Regions from separate parts of the Mus musculus genome. Here region 1 is linked to region 2. Evidence: chromatin contacts called from public ChIA-PET data. All regions are on one chromosome and are shown on one strand. Each heading gives the region's core, a stretch centred on a gene start, on an enhancer-like site or on the middle of the called end of the contact. The rest is flanking DNA. Distances are from core to core; before and after follow the strand shown.

Region 1 (3,430 bases), core at 753-3,252, 550 kb after region 2:
AAATCACATCAAGCTAATTAATCACATCATGTATGTTGGGACTATGTGTTTAATGAAATTAAAAAAAAAAGCCTGTGTAGACTGGAACAAACTGAGGATATAAGTGAAAAGTCTTGAGCTGGACCCTGACTTTGTTGTATGAGTTTGCCTGGCAAGGATATAAGCCTTTCCGGGCCTGAGACCTTTCCTAAGAAGGAAGCGGACCAATGTTTGGAATTTAGACTGTAGGTACTTCTCCCAGAGCCCTCTGTATTTTATGCATACATTTCACTCATGGGATACATTTCCCCGCTTAGGGAAACTCTATGGTCTTCCTTAAATCCTCAAAAGATCTATGACTTACAGCTAGTTTGCTGTCTTAAAGAATGAAGTAGTTGGGCTGTAGAGATGGCTCAGCGGGTAAGAGCACTGGCTGTTCTTCCATAGGTCCTGAGTGCAATTCCCAGCAACCACATGATGGCTCACAACCATCTGTAATGAGATCTGATGACCTCTTCTAGCCTGTAGGCATACATGCAGGCAGAACACTGTATACATAATAAATACATCTTAAAAAAATACTTGAGTTGTCTGGGTGTGAGTAGACAGCCAACTAGATCCCCATCTTCTAGTTTGGTGTTTTGAAAAATAATGTACCATTTTTAAGGGTCGATTAGCTTGATTATTTTCATTCATTGCTTTTGAAATGCATCCTGTACTAAATAGTGGAGAGCAGTGAAAAAACTAACAAAAATCTCTGCCCTATGGAGCTTAAAGAATACAGACAGATAAATTAAACTAAACTACCCCCTCCCCCAAACACCAAAAGCAAATGCCAACTAAGAAAAAAACTCCCACCCCCAAGCAATCTAGGTATAATATATAGCATAAATTTATGATGGATTTTATGAAGAAAAATATCTTCAAGTAAAGAATGCTTGGACACTGGAGGGGGAGTCTGGCATACTTGGAAGAAAAGTGTTACAGGTAGAGGACATAGCAGGAGTCCTAAAAGAACACCACCTTTCAAAACCAGTGCATGCTGTCAGCCATACAAAGACACAGTGCAGTCATTGATATACAAGCCAAATTGTATAAACATTGCTGTTTATGTAGTTAAACTACTGGTGGAGCAGGGGGATCGGGTATAGGGCTTAACTGCAGCCCACTCCTGGCAGCGAGTGCTGCGTTAGGGGCTATAGTAACAGGGCTCTCCTATTGCAGGCCACAGAGATGCTGGTTCATAATGCCCAGAACCTCATGCAGTCTGTGAAGGAGACTGTGCGAGAGGCTGAAGCTGCTTCAATCAAAATCCGAACAGATGCTGGCTTTACTCTGCGCTGGGTCAGAAAGACTCCCTGGTACCAGTAGGCACCTCGTCAAATCTGGCTGGTACATACACCTCTGCTAAAGAGAAGAGAACCATCTTGAGTTCCAGAAGCCATTCAGAGTTGTCAGGAATGGAAACATCAATCCCTGGCTTCACACACCAGAAAGGAACATTTATACTCTTGTCATGGGCACTTTGAAATGTGTCTCTCTATAAACCCTGTACTTTCAGTTACTATGCGCACTCTCTCCCATGGATTTTACAGCAGCTCAGAATAAGCGTGAACACTAGCCGGAAGCCCTGCTCTGCCCCGGGGGTCATTTCTGTGTTTACGGTTCACCAACTCCCTTTCCCCACTATAGGCTCTCAAGACCTAGAGCTGAGGCAAGTCTAAATAACTGTGCTTCCAAAGTTATTTTGGGTTTCCCCCCCTGCTGCTGACCCTGCCTACCTTCTCTGGGCTGTGCATCATTGCTGCAGGAAAAAGTGGTCTCTGGAGAGTTCTAGCTTGTGCGGCCTGGATTCATTTCCTGCTTTCTCCCAGTGTAACCCTAGTTCCTCACAATGGGAAACCAACTTTCACTGTTGTGAGGAAATCATTATTTCTGTTTTTACCATGCCACTAACTAGTATGTGTTATGGAAACTTCCTGTCTCACATCCTGCCTTGTTTGGTTGCCAAGGTAACCATCCTGTAAACACACTGGTGCTCTGTCACTAGAGGAACAGAGTCACTGGGGTGTTATCCTGCCCATCCTCCCAGTGGGGCCACTCCCAGATTTTCTATGCTTTGTCACTGCCAGTAGATGTCTGTGCTGAGGCCTTGGCATTCATTCTTCGCCCTTATTTTCTTTAATTTCTGAGCTGAAGTGCTGCATTTACTTTTAACCAAATCATCCTAGGCTTTGGCAGTCTTCTTCTGTATGCTTCTTTAAACAAGACTTTAAAGATACATAGGTATGTGTTTGTCTGTAATCCCTCCATCCCCCACTTTTTTCTTTTTTTTAAATTTTGAGACTGGGTCTCTTTATGTTGTCCAGGCTAGTCTTGAACTTATGGATTCAAGTGATCTACCTGTGTCAGCCTGTTAGCTCCTACCACCACACTTGACTTTGCTTGTAACTTTGAAAGGTTCATTCAAAATTGAGACTTAAGAATTAGGGCTTGCTCCTTAAGAGACTTGAATGGAAAGGCAATCTTGTCTGGGAGACTAGCATTTGCAGATTATACTTCTGGTGCTTCTAGGGAAAAATCAGTAGGAACTATTATAGTTCCCAGTTGCTTTTAATCAACTACAACCAAGCATTTTTCATCCTTCCATAAATACGAAGTATTCAAGAATAATGAGTATGGTATCTATTTATCAGAAAGGCATGTTTCCTATTGGGCAAAGTTAGTGTAAAAGTGACTTTCCTTTTTTTTTGCATTTATCCTGGCTGTATAAGCATTTCCCAGTATACAAATGCTTCTTTCAGAAATCAGGAACCAGACGAATACAGGAGTGAGGCCTTCTTCCTGGATGTTCTTCCCACATCTAGTATGTCCAATCCCAACACTGAACTTGTAAATCTTAAGTTGACCCTGAATACTCAGGCTCCCCCTATTTCTTTTTGCTGATAAAAGATTCTTTTCAAAGCTCTCAGCAGATCTGTATAGTTGCTTACCTGATATAAATGCATATCAATGCCTTTAAAGTATGAATCTATGCCAAAGATCATTTTTTGTCTTACTAAAGATTTCTTAGAGGAACTAAGAAGAATCATGTTTATTCTCCAAGTTCCTTCAGTTCTGGAGACACATGTCCACCAGATGTGCTTTCTAGTGTCAGTGCTTACAGTACAAGGAGGCAAAAGGAAACAGTCCCTGAATGACGTGTTAGAGATGCCACCACTAAAAACTATGTTTATAAGCTAGGACTTATATGTAAATGTTTCTGCCTCTTCTTTTGTTCTGTTTAAAACAATAAAGTACATTTATATGAATAATGCTCTAATTGAGGTTATTTTACTAACAACTTTAGGTCAGACTTATTTTGTATTGAAGCTAATTCTCAAGGTCTGGAAACCAACAGCTTTATTCAATCCATAAAGGAGTTATATAATAGTGTAGTTACGTAAGAGGG
Region 2 (3,301 bases), core at 287-2,786:
TTTCATGGCCTTTTAGCCCCTTTAAACATTGCTCATGTGATCACTTCAAAAAGTAGACTTTAAACTTTTTGTAAAAGGCTAACAAACCCTAGGGTGACTCAACAAATTACTCAGCTCTGCTGAAGTTAACAGGACTCTTCTGAGTGAACCAGAGCTTTTGTTTTCCCTTTAACAATGTTACAAACAACCTTTAGAAAAACTTGGAAAATCCAATCTTGGTTCTCCAAACCATCTCCACCCAGTGAGTCAGTTAGTAAAAGGGTGGATCTATGTCAGTCTCTCAACTGGCAAGAGGCCTAAGAAGTTAAGGGTGGGGTTGGGGGTGGGGACCGGTGACAAACTGGGAAGGGAAACAGGAAGTGTGACTTAGGCCAGGCAAGAACAGAAACAGTTTCCCAAAAGCCGCCTCTAGGTTCCGGAAGGGCCATTTAAAGCAATGACTGAGGATAACAGGGAAACAGGGCTTAGTCCTCTGCGTGGGAAGGTAGCCCTCTACTTAACCACGAGGGCTAAAGGGTGGTTTAAGTTTGCGGGAGCAAAATTATTTACTCCACTTGTTTCTAATGATTTCCTGGCCTAAACCGTAGCTCACTACACTTGTACTGTAATTGGGGCAGATTGCTTTATCAGAATGGCTCGCTATCACCTGGCAGCAATTAAGGAATGTAATGGATAACAGTAAAATACCTTTCGTCTTTTCACTTGGTTTAGCCATTCCCCTCTGCATCTTGCTTACCTAGACGGCTGATATGGGTCAAGGACAAGGAAAAAAAAATCTAGATTGTTACTGGAATAGTTTCCAAGAATTTTAAACCGGAGCTTACATATCAGGCTTGTGAATTCTGCCCTAGATGTCATTAAGCACGGCACAAATTCCTCAAGTTCCTCTAAATTTGCTGTGTCACCAAAAAGTCTAGTCACTAGCCAAAGCCAGCTTTCGGAGCTGCTAGTCGGCCTTCTGGCAAGGGGCTTCACCAGGGCCACCATCGGGCCTTAAGTCCGCCACTTGCGGCCCAACTGACCGAAAGCGGGGTACCACTGCTGCCTGGCATCCCACTCTAAGCCTAACAGAGTGATTTACCCACAGACCTTCCCAGTCCTCCAGCACGCAGGGAAAGCATGCCCAACCCACCCCAAACACCCGAAACGCGTCCGAGTCCGCGTCCGCCACCCGGAGGCCCACCTCGTTAGGACACGCGCGGGGCTCTACGACTACGGTTGGAAGACCAGACCAGGGACTGGGAACGAGCTGACTGACCGACGGAAGAACAGCAAGGGGAGGGGGTGCGAGTCCTCACCTGAACGAGAAAGCAGCGTCACACCCTAGCCCGCTTTCCTGCAATATGGAGCCAGAGGGCGTGGCGCATGGGCGGCGCGAGGGTGCTAGCTGCTTGGACCGCCCCCAAGCTCGGGCGGGACGCTGCGCCCCTCAGGTGGCTCAGCTAGTTTTAACACGTGTCTATATCTCAGCGAGGTAAATCTACTCCAGGTGGTGCTACTGTAGAAAGGAACTGCAGCTTTGGGTGGAGCCGCGCAAGTGGGCGGAGCAGAGGGACTCAAAGATAGAGAGCTCCAGGCCTCCGGGGATCCTGAGAACCTAGGTTTGTTTCATGTGACTATAGGGAATTGTGAGTAGACAGAACTGGAGTTGAATTAAACAAAACTAAGCAGGGTTCAAAGTTCTACTGGTCCATTAGTGTTAAACTCACCATATATAGAACTAAGTATTTGAGGCACTTACATGGAAAGAAAACATACACAGAGACATAGTGAAGTGATGAATGGAGGTTACAGGTCAACCAAATGTTCACCTCTTTTTTTTTTTTTTTTTTTTTTTTTTTTTTTTTTTTTTAAGGTTGGTCTTACTGGGACTGATGGGCAGTAAGGCAAGAATGGCTGATCAGTGAGCTCCTGGGATTCACGTATGCATTTTCAGTGATAGAATTACAGGCTGGCATTTGCACCTGACTGAGCCAGCTCTCCACCATGGCTTTCACTTTCACGACAAAATTGTATTTGGGTATGTAAGCCTGAGCATGACTTGTAGGGATTGTTTCCCTTCCTCTACCATGTGATTTTCAGGGATGGAATTCAGGTCATAAGGCTCCACGGTAAACACTTGGGTAAGGCATGGAGACAAATGCCTTCACACCTCAGCACACGCCAATTCCACTATACTACAGTTTTTAAAAAAGTTTATTTGTATAAGATATATTTCTGAGTGTGGGCACATGTGGAGGTCAGAGGACAACTTGGAAGAGGAGACAGTGCTCCCTTTCCACCATGTAGGTTGAGAGAATGCCACTGTGTTTTCCAGGCTTGGCTGCAAGGCCCATTTACCACTGGGCCATCTCACAGGCCCAAGGCACTTTCACTTGATATTTGAAACATAAAATTTAAAATAAGGTAAGCCAGGCAGTGGTGGCGCACACCTTTAATCCCAGCACTTAGGAGGCTGAGGCAGTTGAATTTCTGAATTCGAGGCCAGGCTGGTCTACAGAGTGAGTTCCAGGACAGTCAGGGCTACACAGAGAAATCCTGTCTCAAAAAGCCAAAAAGCCAAAAAAAAAAAAAAAAAAAAAAAAAAAAAATTGAAAGAAGGTAGTTTTTTGTTTTCATTGTTACATCCCAGAAGTAAAAGGTATCCTGGAATCCTCTGGTATTCCTGGAGCCAAGGAATAGCAGAGTCACACCACACATCAAACCTTACAGAATAGACTTGGCAAAGAAGCAGTGAAGAAGTGAGCAGAAAGCAGGCTTTCTATCCGGTGTCTTGGCGGGGAGGTGCAGACCTTTCCAGGGTGGCCAGATCATGAGCTTCTTTTTCTGTAGGGCGGGGCCTGGCCACTCCCACTCTTCTGTTCGAGTAGCCTGTGGGGTGGAGCCTGGCAGCTGGAGGTCTCTAGGTGCTTCATACAAGGGGAGTCTCTGCACATGGCTGCCCAAGTTGGTGTGAAAGCCAACATTTGTGCTACTCGTGTAATATCTAAGAAAACATTGTACAAATTCATGAAGATTTATATATTCTAAGCATTGAAGTTCTTTAGATCTCTGATCCATTTTAAAGTGTTTGAGGCTGGGTCTTCATATAGCTCAAGCTGACCTCAAAACTTGCTGTGCGACCACAGATGAGCTTGAACTGATCCTTCTTCCTCTACCTCCTGAGTGCTGTCGATTTTGTTGACTTTAGCCTTGCTGTGTAGCCAGGACAGCCTCCCAGTTCCTGAGCCTCCTGCCATACCGGCATTTGTACTGGAATTAGAGGCATGTCCCACAACACAGTTTAAACTCACTTTATATG

The links. ChIA-PET counts read pairs in DNA pulled down with a chosen protein or histone mark.
Region 1: a contact with region 2 is called in an RNA polymerase II ChIA-PET map of memory CD8 T cells, with 6 read pairs. The contact joins the enhancer-like site here to the promoter of Anxa7 in region 2. A contact is called at or near these places in 2 of 39 promoter capture datasets (liver and pre-B cells), 1 of 115 datasets of contacts at active chromatin or transcription factors (memory CD8 T cells) and 1 of 9 other capture datasets (pancreatic islet).

Annotation. Positions count from the first base shown.
Region 1 is chr14:21,030,384-21,033,813 of GRCm38.p6, forward strand. It overlaps Vcl (vinculin), which reads left to right. Exons shown (of 21, transcript NM_009502.5): 21 at 1,204-3,293. The coding sequence ends at 1,350. Ap3m1 (adaptor-related protein complex 3, mu 1 subunit) reads right to left here. Exons shown (of 9, transcript NM_018829.4): 9 at 3,359-3,430. Among named protein-coding and RNA genes, the nearest start is that of Ap3m1, 20 kb to the right of the region's middle. Within about 2 kb of position 2,003, at least 204 of the 459 cell types and tissues checked have an H3K27ac peak or open chromatin away from gene starts, as enhancers often do. A contact at or near this core is called in memory CD8 T cells, where this site is marked.
Region 2 is chr14:20,478,597-20,481,897 of GRCm38.p6, forward strand. Anxa7 (annexin A7) reads right to left here and starts at 1,537. Exons shown (of 13, transcript NM_001110794.1): 1 at 1,299-1,537.